Regions from separate parts of the Rattus norvegicus genome. Here region 2 is linked to region 1. Evidence: chromatin contacts called from public Hi-C data. All regions are on one chromosome and are shown on one strand. The core of a region is the stretch at or near the end of the contact, and the rest is flanking DNA. Distances in the headings are between cores, read along the strand shown.

Region 1 (6,033 bases), core at 1,080-3,579:
TTCTGGTAAAAATCTTGGGCCTTGCTGGGTCTCTTACCATGGCCACTTCAGATCTATTTCTCCTTGCACTCCAAATGCCAACTACAACTGTGTCAGTAGACAAATGAAACATAATCTCCAACATTGCTTTGAGAGTCTCTCGAAACAACTCAAGTTCGGCAAAGTCACTTACCCCCCAGGAACTGGATTCCCCCAGCCACTCTTCCTACTGTCCTGGAGATGAGCTCTGACACGCAGCAACCCATAAGGGCAGTGAGAGCCACCAGGAGGAGCAGGCCACAGCCCAGGCCTGTCACTATGGTACAGATCCTCCACTCGGTGCTGGGGATGCCCTGGAAGGAAGCATAGCGCCCACACTCCTCCACCATCACCATCATCTGCCGACTCTCATCGTGTACGGGATAGGAGCACCTCCGGAAAGTGCCAAAGGACACGGGCTTGCCTAGCTGAGATCCCCAGAGCCAGTAAGGCATGAAGAACCCCACACAGGATGTGGCAGCGGAAAGGAAAGAAAGCAAAGCCCAGATCACTCCAGTACAAGTCAGGCTGGATGCCATTTTCCAACATGCAGTGCAACGAGGACCCAGTGGGATCGTCCCGAAGGTGTGAAGGAAGGCGTGTGGTCACCAGAAACTCCCGGGGAGTCCACAGTTCTTCAAGGCCTTTGTAGCTACTTGGCTGCAACAGATCTTTTGGTCTTGCCTCGATTAGCTTCTCATGCTTTATGGTAATGATGGCGGCCCCTGGTAAAACAGAATGGGAAACAGTGAGAGTTAAGCATGTCTAGCGCATTCCTATGTCTCAAGAAGCGCCAGGATTTTCAGTTAAGAAACTTCAGATTTCCCTCAATGCTTCAAAGTGGAAAGAGCTAATTCTCTCCATACACCTGCATCTCTGCAAAACATTGTATCCCTACACAAGTTTGTCAAACTAGCACAAAGCTCTTCCCCGTGTCCTTAGCTCCTGTAAAACACTTCCAAATTAACTCTGACAGCTATTTACGCAAAGAAACGAATGGCTTCTATTTGCCAAGCCAGTGGATTCCCTTCTCATGCTCACATTAAAAGCAGTGTAGCATTTTTACTAGCAGCAGACATAATTCCGGTTAGTAAGATAAAATGAACCATACAGTGGTTTGTTTATTTGGCTTTCCCGTTCACACACTTAGTTTCTAGCAACTGCTCGGCATCACTTGATGGGTGTGCCAACCGAGCGAAGTGATGGGGGGGGGGGGGAACTTCTTACAGTTACAGAGCACTGTGAATTTAACTAACAGTATTCGCCACCCAGGTGTGTCTGCATTGGCTAGACCAAGAAGAGTTACACTCCCAGTACTCGATAACACTGAGAACACCTTCCGTCTTAATCTTCGGGGGGTGGGGGGCAAATGCAAGCCTCTTATGTTCACACCTATTTTGACTCATTGGCTCCTGTGATTTCACCTGCTGGTTATTTCAGACCGGGCACTCACATTTTCCCAAAACTCAATGTCAAAAGTCAACTGCTATTCAAGGGGTTGGACGAGGTGGGCTGACTTGCACACCTGACTACACTTTTCACAAAGAACACAGAAGAGCACCCGCCCTCGGGTGGGTTCCGTCTGCAAACTGCTTCCAAACTCCAGCTTCAGAACCTACAGCAAACTCTTGTCTCCTACACTTCTCTCGTCCTCAGTTCTGGATTCTACCCAAAGGGAGCTCCCTCTGGCTACGGTTTTTAAAATCTTGTCAGCTGTGAGCAGAGGCTGAAGTTGAGTTTGGGGGTTACCAGCAAAATGGGGGGTGGAAGGGAAGCTCTTCCGCAGCTAGAGTGAGTTGTCCTAGTCCAGATCAACTCAAAGCCACCACCCCACCCCACCCCCAAACTGCTAGACGCACCCACCGCACCCTGGGGCACACAGGGACACACACAATCATCTCCGGATGCTTGGCGGCTCGGGGAAGTTCTTGCAGCCGGCTCTGAGAAAGGAAAGGCTAAGGATGCGAAGGAAGGTAGCACCCCCCGGAGGCCGACAGGACCTCAGCTGAACCTTGCGGCTCGGAAAGACAGGAGGGACCCGGGCGCGGGGCACGGGGCCGCGGGGCGCGCTACTTACCCGGTCGGGCGGCGGCCGCGGTCCCTCCCGGTCCCTCGCGGTCCCAGGCGCAGCACAACTTGCTGTCTTTCCCTGGCGGAGACAACGCGGCACCGAAGACTGTCTTTTTCGCCTTCGACACTATCCCGACGGAGATCAAGGCGAGTCTGAGAGCCGGGGTGGAGGGTCAGGAGGACCCGCCTGGAGAGCCCGCCGGCTGTGGCGGTGCGGCCCGGGAGCACCGTGGATGCCGGCTCCAGCTTTGGCAGGCAAGGCACGCGCCGCCTCCTCCCCGCCCTCCCCTTGCCGCTGTCCCCTCCCCTCGGCCCCGCCGCGCAGTCCTGGACGCGCGAGAGTGGGGGCGGCAGACACACTGAGAATCCAGGGAGAAAGTTGCTCCCCTTCTCCGCTGCTCCCCGGGGGCGCCGAGGCCACACCCGACCCCTGTTTGGCTTTTCTGGGTCAAGCGCTGGGGTCTGGGGCTGCAGTGTTCACACAGCCTTTATGAGGACAAGGAAGGGAACTAGACTCAGAGAAGGGTAGAGCAATGTCTGTGAGCTTTAAGGGGCTCTTGAGACGTGGTCACTTTGGAGGGCAGAGACCATGACGGGTGTGGACGTAGGAATGAGAAGGCTGGGCACGCCACGCAAGGCTGCTGGATTCTGTGGGGGCAAGCCAGAGAGAAGGAAGGCAACTCCAAACCTTTGGGAACTTCTTTTACCCCACTCCTTTACCTCCTCCTCTCACCCTCTCCATTTTCCACTACCCTCCTTTCGCCTCCCGCCCCCTTCCCTTTCTCTTACTCCACTTCCCCAACCCATGATCAATCTTAACAATCTACACAACCTTTGGATTTCCTTTCTGAAAATCCTCTCCTTTTGATTTCTTCTCAGGACCTACCCTTAGTTCTGACTTGCCATCACCATTTAACCCTTCAGAAGCCGGAGCTGTGTTCTGTGGGTGACTGACTGACCCCTAGAGTCTCCACAGAGGACAGTTATTTTAGGAAGCTGCCATCTGGGACCAGCAACTTTTGAAGCACACACTTTCCCAGACACAGTTTTTGTGATGCGCCTTTTCAAAGCAGCTGGAAGTAATAAATGGGTAGAAATATATTTCATAATAAAATTTCGAGTGCACCGTTTAATTAGGCAGCATCAGCTGGAGACAGTTTGTTTCAAGACTCTTTGAAAGGTTTTAAGGGACGGTCCCAAGCCTTTCCTTTGCAGGAATGTGATATAGGTAATAAGCGTCCCAGGAAAACAGTGCAATATACATTAAGCTTATCACAATATTCTTGATGAAGAGAGAATAGTTCCTGGGAGACATTTGGCAGAGTCTGGAGATGTTTTGGGAAAGCATGACCCATAGACTGGGAAGGTCCACAAAGTCCAGGGTCTGCTCTGAAACTACACAGGGCACACCCAGAACAATCTAGCTTGAAGTGTGAATATAGCCAAGGCTGGGAAGTCATGTTTCAAAATGTCACATGGTTTAGCTTGCCGATGAGTCTCAGATTTAGAGGTCTGGATTTGAAGTTTTCCTTTGTCAACTTATGTTTTAATTCTGCGTGTGCAAATCACCAGTTACTGAGCGTGAAGGCCATACAATAACAGGTTCGACTTCTAGCTCAGCACCACCGCCTGGCTATCACATATCTCATATCTATGTAATGTGGAGGTGGCAGATACCAGCACTGACAAAATTATACAGTGGCGGCCAGGCTCACCCACACATAGACACTCACACACTACCCACTGGAAAGCCAGTCTAGGACACTTTCTCAAGCTTAGAGGAGCTTTAGAGAGTGACATGGATCGTCGAGGAGCCATCAGTCGTGGTCATGCCAACTGCAGCTTCTCTCACTACCGCATGTCAGTACACTAGCTTTATGAATAGATGACTTCATCTAATTCTCCAAAAAGGGGAGAGAAAAAAGCTATGGAGGTAGTTATCACTTTACAGAGAAACAACTGATTAATCTGTAAGCATATGATTAAAACATGGACTTCTTTTTAAAAAAATCTCACTATTTGCATTCTATTAAGTAATGTAAATATTATCAGAGAGGTTGGGCTAATATGCAAAAGGAAGAAATGGAGAAGTCAAAAGCTTAGAATCCTGTCAGTATGAAATATTAATTATGTGTGGAGTCCTTGTGTGCTGCATTCCTGGGACTCGACATTTCAACTCAAGTGAGTCTGTTGCCTCATTTGTAAATCAGGGCTCGAAACCAATTACATTTAATGTTTCTGAACTGTCAGTGTGAAGACAATATGGGCACTCCTACCTTGGAGAAGGGAGGTAGGGGTCATCTAATCTCGTGCAAGTGTATGACTGCACAGATGAGGTGACAGGCTCCAGACCCTTCCCGTATCTCACTCAAAGCAGGCTCTAACACCACGAGTCATTCCTTTTTCATTCCACCATATAATCACCTTCCCAAACTATAAGATCTTCTGAATTACCCTCCAGATTCCAGCATGTAGACGTTACAAGCACATGCGTTATAGTATCTTTAAAAACCTTTGCATTCGACTTACATCTTCAACGGATCTTCAAGCTTCTTCACAGCCAGAAGTTCCCACACAGCAGATGCTGGTACACCTCCTGTTCCAGGCTCTGGAGCAGAATGTTTGGCTTAAGTAGGGCTATTGAGTAGGGAGATGCGATCGTGAAGGTATGGGAGATGTGGGTGTATGGGAGACCGTGGGCATTCGTGACTACACTTTCAGTTGGCTATCCAACACGAACTTGCACTCCCACAGATGCTTTTCTAACTTCCCTTAAACTCAGTGGTGGTTACACAATGCTCCTGTAGCCAATGAAGAGGCCAACTAAGGAGGCCTTGGGGAAAATATTCTGTGCTTAAGCAGGGAAGCTTGAGAGAATGTTTCTCCCATCTTCCTGCTGTCTTTGCTCATGTTCTTATAGCATTAAATGTTTGGCATTATAACAGCCATCTTGTATCCATGAGGATGGGAAGGTTATGGAGACATGACCTCAAGACACTTACACTGTCAGCTCTTTAATTCCTTTTGAATTTTCTTTCTGCTGCAAACATGGGCATGCGCCCTCATGCCCAGACCCTTGTGAATATTTTCAGGTAAACAATAAAGAGTTCATATGGTTTAAATCACCGTAAGTTGAGTTTTTTCTTCTAATCACTGTATCTCTCACTGAGCCCTACATGTACTGCACATGCTCAGTGACAGTAACACACATGAGCCAGCCTGGTACTGTGGTGCTTGGCATTGTGGGTATAGCAGAGTCCTCACTAACTGAACGTGAACAGAAGAATTAGTGAACATATCAACATCGTGTGGTTGCTGTACTTGCTGGGGTGCAAGTGGAATTTCCTTTAAACAAAGAAAGTGTGCTATGCGAAGTCACTGACGTAGTGGTGAAACGCAGGGAGCAGAATCAAGCACTTCTGATCCCTGGGGAGAGAAACAAGAGATGTCTTTAGTTCGTATCTGTTGGGATCAACGTTGTCTAGCTCCTTCACCCTCGTGGCCTGTTACCTCTTCCCTGTCTTTCTCTCTTAAGGAAGCAGCAGAGGCCAAAATCTCCATTTCCAGTCTGCTTGTAGGGTCAGGTGGTGATGTCTCAGCTCTGAGAAGTGATGATGGGGCCTTTGCATGCAGTCTTTCCTGGGCCAAAATCAGATATGGTGGCCATCTAACTGCACCGTACCTGTGTTCTGGTCATGGGATGATAGGTATGATGATAATAGTCGACATTGCAGGAATGAGGAGACAGGATATAGAAAGACTTGGGATTCTTGATGCCTTCAGTGACTACCGGATTACATCTGGGGCATGGGAGATAGTCACTGTATTTGAAACACAAGCTTTCTCAAAGCATAGCAATAGAAACTAGGATAGTCTTAAAAACCATTTATAAAAGTCAGATGTGTGAACGATCAGAGGGAAGTTCTCAGTGTTGTAAGTTCGTCT
Region 2 (5,839 bases), core at 2,680-5,179, 460 kb before region 1:
CATGGTGGCTATCTTTCTTCCTGCCCCTTCCTCAGTCCCTTGCCTAGGAATCCTAAAGTCGGGCCTCCGTCTCCCTGCCCAGCCATTGGCTGCCCGCAACTTTATTTACCAATCAAAACCAACTGGAGGCAGGATCCCTCAGCATCCAACATGTGGACATTTGAATTTGCGTGCTATTTGAGGGGCAAAATTAACATAATACAAACAGCATTAGACCAAATCCGCAACAATGGGTGATCTTCACCTTCGACTTCACTGGACTTAAAAACACCTAGAGCACATGCCACACTGCTGAATACGTCAATGAGGGTTTTTCCTAGAGAACAGATTTTCTCTGAGAACAGGAGAGCCACCCCAAATGTGGGAAGAATTACTCCATTAGCTAGGGGTTCATCCCTCTGCTTCCCAGATGCAGGCTTTTGTTCCCATAGCCTGACTTTTTTTTTTAATTTTTAAAAAAATTGGCTATTTTATTTATTTACACTTCAAATGGTATCCCCTTTCCCAGTTTCCCCTCTGCAAACCCCCTAGCCCATCCCCCTCACCCTGCTTCTATGAGGGTGCTCCCCCACTTGGCCACCTACCCACTCCCTCCTGCCTCACCACCCTAGCATTCCCCTACACTGGAGTATCAAGCCTTCACAGGACCAAGGGCTTCCCCTCCCATTGATGCCAGATAAGGCCCCTTCAGCCACTTCAGTCCTTCCTCTAACTCCTCCATTGGGGTCCCTGTCATCAGTCCTATATTTGGCTTCCAGCATCTGCATCTGTATTGGTCAGGACCTCGAAGAGCCTCTCAGGAGACAGCTGTATCAGGCTCCTCTCGGCAAGCACTTCTTGGCATCAGCAATAGTGTCTGGGTTTGGTGTCTGCATATGTGATGGATCTTCAGATGTGGCAGTCTCTGGATGGCCTTTCCTTCAGTCTCTGTTCCACTCTTGGTCCCTGTATCTCCTTTAGACAGGAGCAATTCTAGGTTAGAATTTTGGAGATGGGTGGGTGGGCCCAGAGCTTAGAATACCCACAATACAACTGATAAACAACATGAAGCTCAAGAGGAAGGAAGACCAAAGAGTAGATGCTTCAGTCCTACTTAGAAGGGGGAACAAAAAGATCAAGGGAATAGAGGGTGGGAGGGACTTTGGGAGGAAGGGGTGGGAGGAAGAGGGGCAGAATCAGGTGTGGGAGGAGATGGGGGAGATGTACAGAGGGTGGGGACAATGAACAGAGGTATGTAGCAGTGGGGGGGATGGGGAACTGGGTCCAAGACACCAGGAAAGCTAAAGGCTCCCAGGACCCCATGGGGATGATATTGACTGAAATACCTCACAAAGGGGAGGGAGAACCTGTTGAGACCATATTCAGGGCCCCACTGCCTGACTTTAAGCAGTCAAATCTAAACCCCTTCTTTCTTCCTTATGATCTGGTTGTCAGGTATTTGGAAATAGCCAGGAGAAATCTAACAACTACAGGATGAAAACTGTTGCACAATTTGTCTGCCAACTGTTTCTCTGTCCCCCTGCAGACACAGCTGTCTTAATGGTTGTGCCTACCCATGGGCCCCTTGCCCTGGCTTTGGGGCTATGCTGGGCAGCAAGGGTTAAGCCAAGGTGAGTCAGCAGGGAGCTGGGGGCGGGGCAGCGCGAGGCAGGGGGATGCAAGCCAAACTCACAGAAGTTGAGCTCACATTTCACCACACAGGGTTTTCTTGTGTGAGCGTACAGCTTGCTACCCGAGAGTCAGAAAGACTCAAATTTCACACAACATTGGCTTTTTGTGGATCTTGTGTACTTGTTTGTTTCTTACCTTGTAACCCTAATGGGGGTGGCTCTTGGCTATTCCCCTAGAGTGAGAAATGCACATCCACTCTCTCATCTTGCTTGTGTTTGTGTGCACCCCCACTCCCATACTGACCACTAAGCCTACACACAGTGTATGTGGCCACTCCCATACTGGCCACATACATGCTAGGCAAGTGCTCTAGCACCAAGATTATTTTCTCAACAACACAGTCTTACTCCTGATGCATCTGTGTGCCTCTGCTCAATTCTTTGGGGACCTAGAACCTAGCACCCCAATATCATATGATAGTTGGTAAGACAATTGAATCACATGATGCAAAGAATACTGAATACCCTCTTGAATACTGATGCAAAGAAGTCCTGCTTCACAGCTAAGAGAGGTTAGTTACAGTTTCCGTCCTTGGCAGTCTACACTCCAAGATTTTTCTTCAGACTCTTTTTTGGTTTTGTTTTTTTTTTTTTGTTTTGTTTTGTTTTGTTTTGTTTTTCTGTTTTCTTTTTTTCGGAGCTGGGGACCAAACCCAGGGCCTTCCGCTTGCTAGGCAAGCACTCTACCACTGAGCTAAATCCCCAACCCTTCAGACTCTTTATAGTCAAGTGCACCTAATTCTCTTCAGGGGGTCTTCGTTTAGTCAGCCTTTAGTAAAAGCAAAAGTTATACAATGTATAAAGAAATAATCACCATTAATTTTATGAGGCAGAGACACTTGAAGCTGCAGGAAGTTGTCTTGTCTTGGTTTGTTTTAAGACAGGATCTCACTATGTAGCTCTGGTTGCCCTGGAACTTTCAACTCACAGAGATCCTCCTGACTCTGCCTCTGGGGTGCTGGGATTAAAGACCTCGTCCATGTAGCCAGCTCCAAGCCAGCCAGAGTGACAAAGTAAGCGCCAAAACCAAATACATGGAAACGTAAAATAAAATAGAATATATCTAATCTTTCAAAACTTATCCCAAAAGAAAGTCATCCCTTGGCGATGAAATAAACTCTACTGAAGCAATTTTAAAATCATGTTCACTTTCTATGACTTTTTTATTGTTATTATTATTTGCGACAAGTTGTTCGAGCTGGGGAAAAATTACAAACAGTTCTTAATCACTATGGCTCTTGGGACTTGCAGAGTGAAAACATGCAATTCACAGAACGACCTCCCCAGTGACTTCGAAGGTGTTACCAGTAAGCAAATTAGCCTGTGGTCTTCTGCCCCCGCTGTGCCTCTGGCCCTGACAAATGTGTGAGGGGACTGAGAATGGCCAACATTTTAACAGGACATACTGGTGTCCAGAGAGCTGGGCCTGGGCTGGTACCTTTGCCCTGTGTTGCTGTCACGCTGCAGCTCTTTCTTGTTTTCTACATCCGTGTGGGTCCTAATTTTCAGTCTTGAGGGGATTTCTTCCTAGAGTTACTAGAGCAGCTCATTTTGCTGGAACAGCGAATCAAGTGCATAGCATAAAAGCAGGATCTGCCTTCCTTTATGAATGACCTAGGCTCCTTCTCCAACGCAGCCTACATTCTAAAGTTCTTATCATGGTCACCTAGAGTCTCCGACCCTCCTGAGAGAGTCCCTGCTGACGGTCAGGGACAACCACTAACTAATTGCATATGAATGTTGGTTATGCCTTTAAAGTAAATGTAGTGCACGACTCTAAATTTTGGTTTTTGTTGTTGTTGTTGTTTGTGTAGCTTCTATGTCTCTCTCTGGGAATTTTGATAGCTGTGGAGTTACTGTAGCTTGCATGGTGTGTGTGTGTGTGTGTGTGTGTGTGTGTGTGTGTGTGTGTGTGTGTGTGTGTGTCCTCTAATGGCTGACTTCTCCATGGTACAGAAAGGCCTTTCTAAGCAGCAGGCGTTGACTTGGAAGACCTCAGGCTTTAGCAGTGACCTTCTTATTGTTGTCATAGCTGATGCCACCAATGCCCTCGAGTATGTTCATCGGCAGGGGAAACACAATGGTGGAATTCTTCTCCGTGGCCACCGTGGTCAAGGTCTGCAGGTACCGCAGCTGGAGGGCGATGGGGGACTCAGCCAGCACCATGGAAGCCGACTTCAGAGACTTAGAAGCGTTCATTTCTCCCTCAGCTGCAAGGACCTAGAATGAGAGAAACAAGAGTTGACAACTGCTCGGTATCTGCAGCTTTCTCTTTCTGGGCGCGTGTTCCCAACTTGTCGCCTGTGTTTATCCCTGCTCATTTTCTTAGCAAAGACAAGGTTTTCACATCCCAGAGGATTTGAGAAAATTCTAAATGCTTCACAAAGCGAGTGAGCTGTGCTGTCTGTAGCTGGGGTTTTTGGTTTTTGGTTTGTTTGTTTTGTCTATTTGAGGGAATGCCTCCATTAAATTGCCAAGTCTGTGGGGTTGTTTTTTTTTTTTTTTATTAATGATTGACACGGGAGGGGCCAGGCCTCTGTGGGCAGTGCTATCACTGGGCAGACGTCCTGATTGTATAAGGAAGCAACCTGAGCAAGCCATGAGGAGGGAGCCAGTAAGCAGCGCTTCTCCGTGGCCTCGGGTTGGTTCTGGTTGTGGTCTTTATCACGCCCACAGAGAAGTAGACTAGGACACTAGGGATAAATATTTTGCAAATTATTAGTCATCGAATTTGATTTTCAAACAGATAAATGCAGTGTCATTTGAGCAGATGAAGACTTGACCACCTAACCTGGGAATGGACTTGAGGCCCTTTGGGGTTTCATTGTCTATTTATATTCATTTTTGGAGGAATCCAAAATTCAGATTCTCCTTGAACTGTTTTATGTTGTTGTTTTTACAAGATGACATATTTTATTTGGTTAAATATTTATTATTATTATTATTAGTGTGTGGACTGCAGGCACATCACGGAACATTCGTACCGTGGATTACAGGGCTCCATCCCAGGTGTTCAGGTTTGTATGGCGAATGCTCTTCCCGGTTGAGCCATCCCTCTGACTCATTTCATTCTGTTGCTGAGCTAATCTCATTCTAATGATGCCAGAATCGATTCTATTCTCTCCGACTTTGATCATAGCAGTAATGAGCCCCAGCCCAGTAACCCTCCCTGGGACCCTGTCTACTGACTGTTCTTATAAATTCTGAGATAACTTAAGAGGAACTCTGGCTGGGGCTCAACTGACCCATCTGGGAGCTTTCTGTGGGCCCCAGGAGTCCCTACCCAGCAGCTGCTGGTACTCAGTAGACAGAGAAGCTAGGACTAAGGAATGAGCAGAGAGAAAGCTTCCTTAGCCACAGGGGGATTCCTATGAGTAATGCCTGGAGATTTCCAATCTCTTGAACTTCGGTCAATTTACACAGAAACAAAGGGGACGGCAGATTCTAGGACATGCAGGGCCAAACTGAGTTTTGCACGTTCGAATCCCAACCTGCCTTGTATTTACTCATTCATTTGAATTTGGTAACAGTTACCACACTCAAATAACAATGCTTAAGACGTAAGCACCAGGTTGGCTATTTCTGAAATGTCAGTTTGTAATGATGGTGGCTCCCGGATGGCTCTGGGTTCTGCTTCACGGGAATTTAAAGTGCTTTCTTTAGTCAAACTCTCCAGAAGACCTGCTGTGTGGCCACAGTTCATCAGAGTTGCTGATGACTCCAGGCACAGCAAACAGAGTCTTGACCTACTATCAAGCTTCCTCGGGGTACATAAACCGCTCACTACCTTTTAGGGATTTTCTCCGAAAAGATAAGTCTGTGAACGGAATCTCTTTTGGAACAGTAATTGGCATTCTATTCTTCCCTCAGATCCACTCTTGTTCCCCTCCATGCTAAGAGCATTTCTTACCTTGGCTCTGGCTTCCCGGGTAGCCTCAGCCTCAGCCGCCATGGACCTCTGCAGCTGCACCGGAATCCGGACATCTTTGATCTCCACCCGGGCCACTCGGATTCCCCATAGCTCAGTGGCATCATCAAGCAAGGTCTGTTTCCAGAAGAAAAGGCGTTGATCAGAAGACACTTGACCCAAGTGTCCGGTACATTTGGGGAGGCTGTCTTTTCTAAGCTCATAGGTCAAATTGGGAATTGACTATCCTGAAGGTTTCATG

Evidence for each region. Hi-C and Micro-C count contacts between places; a contact is called where the count stands out from the background.
Region 2: a contact with region 1 is called in a Hi-C map of hepatocytes, with 2.3 times the contacts expected there. The contact joins the enhancer-like site here to the promoter of Lhfpl6 in region 1. A contact is called at or near these places in 11 of 12 Hi-C or Micro-C datasets (the A7r5 cell line, the Rat2 cell line, Schwann cells and 7 more).

The regions. Positions count from the first base shown.
Region 1 is chr2:139,273,106-139,279,138 of GRCr8, reverse strand. Lhfpl6 (LHFPL tetraspan subfamily member 6) reads right to left here and starts at 2,329. Exons shown (of 4, transcript NM_001109183.1): 1 at 2,096-2,329; 2 at 173-743. The coding sequence starts at 557.
Region 2 is chr2:139,737,926-139,743,764 of GRCr8, reverse strand. No RefSeq gene overlaps it. Among named protein-coding and RNA genes, the nearest start is that of Stoml3, 18 kb to the right of the region's middle. Within about 2 kb of position 3,929, at least 2 of the 93 cell types and tissues checked have an H3K27ac peak or open chromatin away from gene starts, as enhancers often do. A contact at or near this core is called in hepatocytes and liver, where this site is marked.